Linked DNA regions of Sus scrofa: region 1 is linked to region 2. Evidence: chromatin contacts called from public Hi-C data. All regions are on one chromosome and are shown on one strand. Each heading gives the region's core, a stretch centred on a gene start, on an enhancer-like site or on the middle of the called end of the contact. The rest is flanking DNA. Distances are from core to core; before and after follow the strand shown.

Region 1 (5,952 bases), core at 1,830-4,329, 350 kb after region 2:
TATGGCTTTTACAGAAATCACTCCGATTTAGGGGAAAGCAGTTCCCAAATTCATTGCAAAGGTTACCATCAGATCACACTGATTTTCAAAGCTGCAAAAAAAAAGAAAAAAGAAAGAAAGAAAGGAAATGGCTAACATCAGTATTGCAACTGCTACTCACTTCTCAGTTGCTTTAGAACCTTTCCCCTTTTATTCATAAAATGACACAGTTTGGAGTTATCTAAAGGCTGGAAGTCACCATCAATAGCATGAACTTGCTGGTATTTGGGGCTTCGACAGACAGAACACGCACATCTTGGGTAATGCATCTTGCCCCCTTGACTTTACCTTGCACTTGCTTTGCAAATCCACCATCCCACATTAGCCAGCCCTTCCACTATCTGCTTCTACACCAGGCTCTGAGAGTGACTAGGGACCTTTGAAAGCACATGTGTAAAACATAAGAAAGATCTGCTCACAAGTGAGTGAAAGAAGTGTGTTCTATTGGAAAAACTAGTTGGAATCAGCTCATAAAAGTGAAGCCCTGTGAACACAGATTCCCACAGCAAACACGAATGTACGTTCAGTTCAGCTGGGGACCTTCCTTCTCTGAAAGGTTGAGATAAAACTGGCTCAGACGCCTTCTCTCCAACCCCATGTCTTATGAAAATCCAAAGCCCTCTTCAAGGTTCCAGTTCTTTCCAAGAGATTTTCTGTCCTCATAACCACCTGGCCTCTAGGGTCCAGGCTCCCCACCTCTTCCTCTGTTCTGCAGTGCATGGATGTAGACTCAATCCTATTTTGTTTCTGACATCATCCCGTGTGCTGCATCTCAGTTCTGACACTAAGCATCCAGACTTAAGGTCAGACTGCACAGCTTTAAGCGCACAAGACTGCCCCATTTCAGACACAAGGAACAAGTGGGGTCCCAGGTCACCCATACTTCCAACCAACTGGCTACAAATCCAGAGGATTCCTATAACCGCCTCCAGGTTCTCTAATTCAAAAGAATGACACACAACTGAGGAGAGCGCTAGACTTACAACTAGAGTTTTATTATAAAGGATACAAATCAGACCAGCCAAATGAAGAGACACACAGGGTAAGATCTGGGAGGGTCCTGAACACAGAGCTTCAGGAATGAGGGCAACTCCTCCTCCCAACCTGTGTTCACCAACAAGGAACTTCCACTGAGCTTTGCTGCAATTTCATTGATTCAATCCTGGACCTGTGCTTGAACTCAATCTCTAATCTCTCTCCCCTCCCTTGAGGGTGGGCTAGCGCAAAGTCCCAACCTAACCAGTGGCTGGTCTTTCTGGGGACCAGTCTCCATCCTGAAGCTAGGTAGGGTTCCATCACGAGTCCCCTCATTAGCATAAACTCAGGAGTGATCCAAGGGTTATAATAATAACAAAGGCATTTTTGTCACTCAGGAAATCCTGAGGGTTTTAGAAGCCCATGCCAGAAACCTTGCAAATTATTTTTTGGAACTTCCAAAAAACTTGAGCAAGGCTGACCCTTATCCTATTCCAGTGACCAAACAAGTGACTAAGCCCAGAAACTGGTGCATTCCATCTTCCTGGCCAGACTGCTATTCAGGGACAGGCTTGTGGGAACTCTTGGTGGGAGGTGCCCCTGGGGTCACTGTGCTGGTGGAAAGGTCAGCCTCGCATTGCTGGTGCCCGTCTTTGCCACCACAAGTAAAGAGCCTGCTTGAGAGGGAATCAAGACAAAGGAAGACCAAAGCAAGAGATGGAGAGAGAACAAAATATGTTCGAGTCCCTACATCCAAGCTATCTAAGGAGACACCTGGGGTTTTCCCTTAAGCCAGACTGAGTTAAATTTCCGTCATTTGCGATTGTAATAGTGCTGACCAATAGCTTCTTTCTTCCCCATTCTTTTCACAGTCAATAAACCATACTCCTCTCTTTGCTTCATGCACAGCAGCTTCCCCTTGTCTGAGCTGGACATCTGTTGACATCTGTGCCTACAGGGCATTTCAAAGCATTTTCACAGGACAGTTTCCTCCGTTGAGACATGTTGGTGCCAACCATGAAGATAAATTTTTTTCACTTTGTAACAAAACATTTACGTAATCCAAACTGTACTCGAGTTCCCTGGTGGCTCAGTGGGTTAAGGATCCGGCATCGTCACAGCTGTAGCTCTGGTTACTATGGTGGCAAGGGTTCAATTCCTCACCTGGGAGCTTCCACAGGCCACAAGTATGGCCAAAAGAAAAAAGAAAAAAAAAAAAAAAACTGTCCTATATATATATTGCTTACCTGCTTTTTTCAATTTTCAGTCAATAAAACATAAAAACTGTATACTAGTCACAAACCAGATAACTCTCTATGTTTAAAATTTTCCCACATCAAAGTTTTTGTAAATGTCATTTATTTTTACTAGCCCAGAACCTACAAGCATACAGTTGTTTTCTGGTTTTTTAAAGATGTTCATTTTTTAAAGCAGTTTTAGGTTCACAGCAAAACTGAGGGAAAGGTACAGAGACTTCCCATATATCCCTTGTTCCCTTGCAGATAGTTGGGGGGGGTTGTTTGTTTGTTTTGTATTTTTAGGGCGCACCCGGGGCTTATGAAGTTTCCCAGGCTAGGGGGCCCATCAGAGATGCAGCTGCCGGCCTGCACCACAGCCACAGCAAGCCCAGATCCAAGCCACATCTGCGACCTACACCACAGCTCACGGCAATGCCGGATCCTTAACCCACTGAGCAAGGCCAGGGATCCAACCTGCATCCTCATGGATCCTAGTCAGGTTTGTTAACTGCTGAGCCACGAAGGGAACTCCTGCAGGTAGTTTTTAAACCAAACCTTTACTGTGGAGCATTTAGCTTGTTATTATACATTCATATTAACATTATAAATAACAATAGACACATAACGCCATTTAAATCTCCTATCATTTCCTTAGTATAGATTCTCAGAAGTAGAATGTCCCTAAGGACTTCATGTTTTACCTCCCCCAAAAAATGCAGAAAAAAAAAATTTACTAGTTGCTGCTGTAGTACCGTGTCTGTTCTCTTTGACCCTACGCAGCCTGGAGAGATCTGGCCTAAAGTGCCTTCAGATAGCACAGGAGTCACAATCCTTGCAAGCTTCCTGTTTCCTCTGAGTGTCCCTCCGCCACCGCTGTCCTGATGGGGCTGGGGACTGACCAAGGAGCAGGCAGCCTGTCACTCTGTGAAGCCGCTGGAGGCATAGTGCACATACCTGCCTGTAAGAATTGTCTGAAAAGAACAGTATTCAGGGCAAGCCTGAAAGGGAGCTAGATGCCAAAACAGGAAAGTCAGGGCTAATCATGACCCCATTTCTATTTTTAAATCTCTTTTTTCCCTACTTTTTTAAAAAAAAAAAATTCCTTCATAAGTATGTGTCCTTTATAATGGAAAACTTTCATTTATTGGTAAAACCAACAACAAAAAGGTTCTCACATCCACTGCGGGACGGAGGATAATCCTCTGGTTCCTGGAAGAGCAGCTGTGAGCGATCTGGCTTGGCAGAGCTTGCTACAAATCACTGGCTGACTCGGAAAAACACACATGCGCTTCAGTCGCCCGAAGGACAGGCTGATTCCCTCCGGGGCGCCACAAAGGGGAACTGATGACTGTCTTGCCGACGGGGAAGAGGGCTCCAAATTGCAATGTGTGAAGATAACGGGTGGGTCTAAGACCAGTCAGTGGGAGTCTACAAAACTGAGATTTTTGACTCATTGCCAGAACTTTCTAGCAGGCAGAGGAGCCCAGAGATAAAACCAGCTGTTCCGGGACGTGATGACCCCTCCCCTGTCCCACGAAGTGTCAGAGCACACCCTGGAGGCTGGTTGTCCTGGGTGTTGCAGCAGGGATCCAACTGCAAAGAAGGACAGTGCTTCTCAAGCTTTTCGGTCTCAGGACTTCTTTACACTCCTAAAAATTACTGAGGATCCCAAAGAATGGTATTTATCTAGGTTCTGTGTATCAGCATGTACTATATTAGAAATGAAAACCGAGAATATTTTGAATATGTATTAATTAATGTAAAAAGAACCTTTGTCGAGTTCCTGGTGTGGCTCAGCAGGTTAAGAACCCGACACAGTGTCCATGAGGAGGCAGGTTTGATCCCTGGCCTCACTCAGTAGGTTGTGGGTCCAGCATTGCTGCCAGCTACAGTGTAGGCTGCAGATGCAGCTCAGATGCAGTGTTGCCATGAGTGTAACATTGGTGGTATAGTGGTAAGTGTAACATGCCAGTGTTGTCACGGCTGTGGTGTAGACCAGCAGCTGTGGCTCCGATTCGACTGCTAGCCCAAGAACTTCCATATGCTGCAGGTGCAGCTATAAAAAGAAAAAAAATTGGGAGTTCCCGTCGTGGCGCAGTGGTTAATGAATCTGACTAGGAGCCATGAGGTTTCGGGTTCAATCCCTGGCCGTGCTCAGTGGGTTAAGGATCCGGCGTTGCCATGAGCTGTGGTGTAGGTCGCAGACACGGCTTGGATTCCGTGCTGCTGTGGCTCTGGTGTAGGCCGGTGGCTACAGCTCCGATTCGACCCCAAGCCTGGGAACCTCCATATGCTGCCAGAGTGGCTCAAGAAAAGACAAAAAAAAAAAAAAAAGGAAAAAGAAAAAAAATTAATAATTTCTTTGTACATTCACATAAAGGATAAGTTCTATGGAAAATAACATTTACTTGGAGTTCCCTTCATGACTCTGTGTGTTAAGAACCCAGCTAGCATCCAAGAGGATGTGGGTTGGAGACCTGGCCTTGCTTGGTGGGTTAAGGATCCAGTGCTGCCACGAGCTGTGGTGTAGGTTGCAGATGCAGCTTGGATCCCACGTTGCTGTGACTGTGGCGTAGGCAGGTAGCTGCAGCTCCAATTCAACTGCTAGCCTGGGAACTTTCATATACCATGGGTACGGACCTAAAAAAAGCAATAAAATAAAAAATAACATTTACCCAAATAAAAAATCTAGCAAGAGTAGCAATGCTTATTTTTAAAACTCTCTTTACTGTCTAGAACAGAGCTGGATTATTATATCTGCTTCTGCATTTAATCTGTTGCAGTATGGTCTTCAAAGCTGGTCACAATGTGAATCTGAAACCATATCAACGAGCCTGATATACAGTCATGACATGGATACAGACCTTATACCTGAAGAGATCACAACTGAAAGATCCCAAGAGAAAACAATTACGGAGTTCTCGCCACTGTTCAGGTTACAGATGATGTCAAATATTCTACACGTGTTCCTTCAAACAACTTTATAAAGGAAAGTTATCTATTTTTACAGATGAAGAAACTAAAATTTAGAGAAGTTGTATACCTTACACTTGGTCACACAGCCTGGTGAAGCCAGGATTTAGAGAAATCTAGCCTACATCGTCTAACCTTGGATCAAAACCCAGCACAATGTTTTTGAGGTTTATCCGTGATATACTTTAATCCTGCGAAAGGCTGAATAATATCCCATTGTATACATATAGCACATTTTGCTTATCCATTCATCTGTTGATGGATGCTTCTCAGTACATTTAAAATAAACAATTATAACGTCCGGCAACAGAAGGAAGGACAGGTTCTAAGAGGGAGGCACAGAGGAGGAGCCATCAATCCAGCTTGGGCTGGGCAGCCAGGGACTGGTTCCTGGGCAGAGACTTCAAGGACTGTTTGGAGACGTCCAGGGAAAAGATAAAAATGGGAAGAACTAAGGTCTAGAGGTGTAAGAAAAAGTACTACAGCCAGCCCCACGGGGAGGGGGTCAGGTTTGTGTGGAAAGGGGATTAAGAAGTAAGGCTACAGCGGCAACAACAGGGACGTCTCGGAGCATTTTAGACTGTGTGCTGCGAAAAGTCTCTTAAATGCTTTAACTTATTTGCACATTACAGCAACCATCTGAAAGAAACCAGCACTTCTTGAGAATATGCTGAGGGCCAGGCACGGTTCACAGAGCCTTGTGTGCAGTAACGAATTTAATCCCCAA
Region 2 (5,365 bases), core at 2,541-5,040:
ATCGATATCAGCCATTCCCTTGTTGAGTTCCTCTGGCATACTGGAGATGCCTCCATTATTTCCGGGAACTCTGTAAATACCTGTATACTCAAGACCTCTTTCTTCAACTAATTTGCCACATATATCAACTATTCATGGAATATACCTATTAGTATGAGCTGGTAGGCAGTCATCCAGTCTGACTCCGAATGTTCCCATAGCAGTAGGCTTTTTTTTCAAATGTCTTCCTCATAATACTTGGAATGCCTTTTCTCCATGTGCCTTTGTCTTTGGGAGGACTGGTGTTGTCTTTAGTGAGAAGCTTCCTTTCTGAATCTTCCTTGGGAGGGTTGCACTTTGAGTCCAAGGCTCTGCTTTGGCACCAAGCAGAGTCTGTCGGATGCTGAGACTCTGGCGAGGGGTCTTTGGCAACGGCTCTGCTTTGCTGCTCATCAGACTGTTGTATTCTTTTATTCTTCGACTGATCAGATCCCTGTTCATAACTCCGGTGTCCTCCTCGTTTAAGGTGCTGCTCTTCTGGATGGTCTTGATCCAGGCTAACATGTCGTTCCGGTCTTCAGCCTGAAACAGGCATTCACAGTCGGACATGGTGAGTTGGAACATGTTTTCCCTCTTGGTCTTGCTGTAAGAGACGTCTATCAAGCAAGCATCAACAATGATGGGCTGTCCCTCTTTGGAGGGAGCCGTATGCTCCCATTTATCTTTGTACAGGTACAGAGAATGGCCCCGCAGTACAACATACATCTGCTTCCATGGCCAAATACCCCACCAACTCACTTGCCCTTATTGGAAATGTGAGGACTGACACAGTACCTTCTGAGAAGGTTGTAGATTTGCCCTTACTGGTGACAAGTCGTCTGAAATGAAGCCACCCTTACTTGGCAGCATCACTGAAAACCTCTAAGGAAGACTCTTTCCTGGATCCAGAGTCTTCTGATGACTTTTGGCTGTGCATGATCTTGATCCCCTTCAGGTTGGATCTAAAGATAGTTTTGCATCTTCTCTGTAATCATCCAGGCCGTTGTTGTATGATTTTGATCATTCTGTCTTTGAGCTGGGCTGGGCATCCAGGCTGGGAGGTCCAACAGATTCCCGGTCATGGGAGAGCTGGTGTCGAATTAAAGGAGCTGAAGTTGTGAGACTGGAAGGGACTGTTGCTATGGAGAGTACCTGAGAGGTAGAGGCAGAGATGACAGCAGAAGCAGGGATGTGTGAAGTATCATAATCAATGCTGGGACTAGTTGGTTCATCTATAAATGGGATGGAAGCCAAGGAGTCACAGGGGGACTGGTACTTGAAGCCTTCCTTTCCTCCACCTTTTCATATGGACTTCTCTGATAACAGGCTTGTTATGAATATACTTTTGTACATTTTATAGTTTTTCCAGTCTATGTGCTGATGGGAGTTTAGAGAATAGTAATTAACAGAGACGGGAGGAGCTGGAGATCTACTGCTGAACAGCCCTTCTGAGTGTCCACTGTAATTGCCAGATTTAAGTAAAATTCCAGAAGGTTCCAATGACCTGGAGCCTGTCTGATGGATCAGATGGGCAGTGGCAACGGATGCCGGTGGTGATGTGGTTCTTGGCACCACCTTTAAAGGGGTCTGCTCATTCCTGCCATACCACACTTCTTCAGTTCTGTGGGAGGGAACTGTGTGGTTGTTTCTGTTGGGTAACAAATCTACAACCTTCTCAGAAGATACAATGACAGTCCTTACACTTTCATTGCAGACACACACTGCTGTGTTTGACTTGGCCACATCTGGTGGTGATGGAGGCACTTGTATTTCCATTCTGTATAAAGTCTGCATTTTAAAGTCAACTTTGTATTATGCATGTTGCTACCTCTGCTTTGCTGTTGTTGTTGTTTCCGTTTGTATGCATTTTTTCCATCATCTCACTTTAGTTTGTATCTTTAGGTGTAAAGTCAGTTTCTTATACGGGGTTTTTAAGAATCCATTAAGCCACTCTTTTTTCATTTGAACATTTGGTCCATGTATATTTTTCTCTACATCTGGTGAGCATATTTTATTTTTTATTATAGTTGATTTACAGTGTTGTGTCAATTTCTGCTGTACAGCATAGTGTACTTGTTGACATTCCATTCATTGTTTTCTGGTTCTTTTTTATTCCTTTCTTCTTTGGTCACTTCCTCCATGATTTGACAATTATATTTTGTATTATGTATGGATTCCTTTCTCCTTTTTGTGTGTCTCCTATAATAGATTTTTGAATTGTAGCTACTTTGAGGTTCTTATATAACAGTGTGTGTGTGTGTGTGTGTGTGTGTGTGTGTGTGTGTGGTGATTATCTTAGGGTGATCATCTCTTAAGTTCAAATGTATCCTAACGAGTCTGCATTTACCCCCACTCCCACTTCAATTTTTTGACATCTTATTTTACTCCTTTGGTTTTGTGTGTTGCTTAACCTCTTATTGCACATATATTTGATTTTACTACTTCTGTTCTTTAATCTTCCTACCAGCTTTATACGTGGTTGGCCTATTACCTTTACTGTATGTTTGCCTTTGCAGGTGATACTTTGTTCTTTTTTAATTTTCATATTTCTAGTTATGGTCTTTTTTCCACTTAGAGAATTTAAACACTTCTTGTAAAGCTGGTTTAGTGGTACTGAACTTTTAGCTTGTCTCATCTGTAAAACTATTGAATTCTCCTTTAAGTCAGAATAAAAGCCTTGCCAGGTGGAGTATTCTTGATTGTGGTTTTTTTCATTTTATCATTTTTGAATATATAGTGCCACTGCCTTCTGGCCTGCAAAGTTTCTACTGAAATTCAGTTTGGAGTCTTTGGGAGTTCCCTTATACATAACTACCTGCTTTTCTCTTACTGTTTTTAGAATTTTGGGGGGGCCATTTTAATTATAATGTGTCTTGGTGCGAACTTATCTGAGTTCATCTTGTCTGGGACCCTCTGTGCCTCCTGAACCTGGGTGTCTGATTCCCATCTTGTGCTTCCCTCTTTTTCTCCTTAGTTCTGGAAAGTTTTTTCTGTGAGTCTTCAAAGAGTTCCCATGGACGCACTGTAAACAGTTGTAATTTTGATGTGCTGCTGGGAGGAGGTTAGCTCAGGGTCTTCCTCTACCTTCCTGGCCCACCTACTAGATGATTTTAAGCACCCATCCTTCTAACTTCTACATTCCATACGTCTATGAAAACAGAAAGATCGGCATCCTCTAAGCTCTGTAGCTACAATTCTTTCTAACACAGCATCATACAGTTTTAACAGGTACTTCATACACATCATCTCTTATACTCAACACAATCCTGAGGGTCAATTTTCACACGGGGATTAGGAAATTGAAGCATGGACTTGCCTATAATTACCGAAGTAACTGAAATTCAAAATCTCTGGCATCAGAGCCAAGGCTCTTTACATTATACTACTTTGTCTCCCTGAAAGATTCAAGTTAAGTCAAGAAAACATACTTTGGTATAATGAGGAGAAGAAATAACATTAAATAAGAACTTACCATGTATAAGATATCATAACACAATTATTTTAATTCTTAAAATCCTAGGGGATATACTACTACTACTGTAATTCTGCAGGAAAAAAACTAAAAAGCAGTTAAATAATTTTCTCAAGCTCACATAGCTAGTCAGAGTTGGTATTTGAACTCAGGTCTCATTCCAAAGGTTCTTTCCTCAGTATCTTAATGAGAACCATTTGTCTATGTGCCAGTTGCTAGGCTTCAAACTATTTATACACATGGACATTTCCCTTCCAGAAACAGCTGCTTTGAGAAAGGGAAGGCTAAGGGTATACCAGGGCCCAAATTAAGCAGTCATTTATGACATAAGCCCATCTGTCTTACTCATAGCTAGAGTGCATGAGACATGTGGCAGGGCTTCGGAATTACTTTCTGTTTCTAAATATCCTCTGATCTGGTACTTAAGTGATTTTTAGGAAAGAACAATTATGTTATTTCTATGGTTTTTTTTTAGATTTTTGTTTTATATTTATTTGCCTTATATTTTCATATTTTATTTATATCATATGTTAATACTATACTATACAATATAGCATCATTGGCATGAAGTGTCAAGTACAAATAAATACACAGGAACTTTAGTAATGAAAGAGAATGGCTCAGAGGATGAGAAGTGTATAAAAAGGAGCCCTGGGGAAATGAAATCATTTAACTCATGAATGAACGTACAGGGTAACACTGAAGTTGGCTTCGCTTCCATGGACCACTTTTCACTCTATAACCTTTGCATAAACCTCCCAGATTCCCGCTTTCAAGTTTTTGCTTACTTTTTCTTCTCCTTGCTTAGAATGTTCTTCTTCTCATCCTCCCTTTTAAACTCTCAACCACCATTTAAAGACTTGTTCAGGTTCTTGATTTCTCCTCTCTCTCTGAATTACCTAGGCACTGAAACTGCCAAATCACCATACATTTATGCATTTAGTCATTTCTTGTCTTGTATGATCTTTGAGGTTTTTAAGACCTACCTCCTTACCTAAAATGTAAGCTTTTTGAGGGCCAAAATCATGGCCCACAATCATAGCTTCTAATTATGTTCATTATTTTTCTGAATCTCAAGTACGACCCAATATAGAGCTTAGTCTAGGGACACTCCAGAAAATATTAAGAAGCTGCCTAAGAGACTATGTTACTCTCCAAGGAAAGAGGTCAGTCCCATAGAGCAGGGGCTGCAATACTCAGTTTACCTGATCAAGGTTTTTATTCTTTGTGATATCCCCTGATATCTACTGACCAATTTAACTAGAGGCAACTACTGGTTGAAATGACAGTTTAACAAAGATTAATGGGGAATAATAAGAGGAACAGTTCGGCTGAAATGGAAGAGGAGGGAATTATGGAAGGAAAGGAAGCCTAGCTGCCAGGACTTATCATGAGTGTTGTGCAATTTAGGCTGAGTACTTATTAGCTGGGAACCACCAGAAGAAAACCGGGTACCTGGGGAAGGAAAGCAGGAGAGAACTGGAGAAGCCATGCAATCACAGAGCCATCTGGCACTCTATAAATATTCTCCTAGAAGTAAAAATCTCCTCCCTCTTGTGTGTATAGCCCTTCACAAAGCCCATTCACAGTCACTGTCTAACAGTCTCCTCAAAAAAACTCCAGGAACTGAACAGCATGGATTATCCCCATTTTACAGCTAAGAAGACCAAGGTCAGGAAATTAGAAGAAACATATCTTGCCTAGCTCATCCATCTGGAATATTGCTGTCTTTCATTTTTTATTTTACAACCCTGAAAACTGTAGCAAAATGGTGATAGTACAAATGATTCTGGTTCATAAAAAATATATATATATCCTGGACTAGGAGTCAAAAGAGGCTGTATCCAGTATTATTCTTGCCATTAACTTACTTCA

What was found. Hi-C and Micro-C count contacts between places; a contact is called where the count stands out from the background.
Region 1: a Hi-C map of fetal skeletal muscle shows a contact between it and region 2, with 2.3 times the contacts expected there. The contact joins two enhancer-like sites. A contact is called at or near these places in 2 of 47 Hi-C or Micro-C datasets (embryonic fibroblasts and fetal skeletal muscle).

What each region holds. Positions count from the first base shown.
Region 1 is chr9:11,992,347-11,998,298 of Sscrofa11.1, forward strand. No RefSeq gene overlaps it. Among named protein-coding and RNA genes, the nearest start is that of PAK1, 22 kb to the left of the region's middle. Within about 2 kb of position 3,080, at least 25 of the 83 cell types and tissues checked have an H3K27ac peak or open chromatin away from gene starts, as enhancers often do. A contact at or near this core is called in fetal skeletal muscle, where this site is marked.
Region 2 is chr9:11,642,206-11,647,570 of Sscrofa11.1, forward strand. It overlaps the pseudogene LOC100622525. Among named protein-coding and RNA genes, the nearest start is that of PAK1, 330 kb to the right of the region's middle. Within about 2 kb of position 3,791, at least 1 of the 83 cell types and tissues checked has an H3K27ac peak or open chromatin away from gene starts, as enhancers often do. A contact at or near this core is called in fetal skeletal muscle, where this site is marked.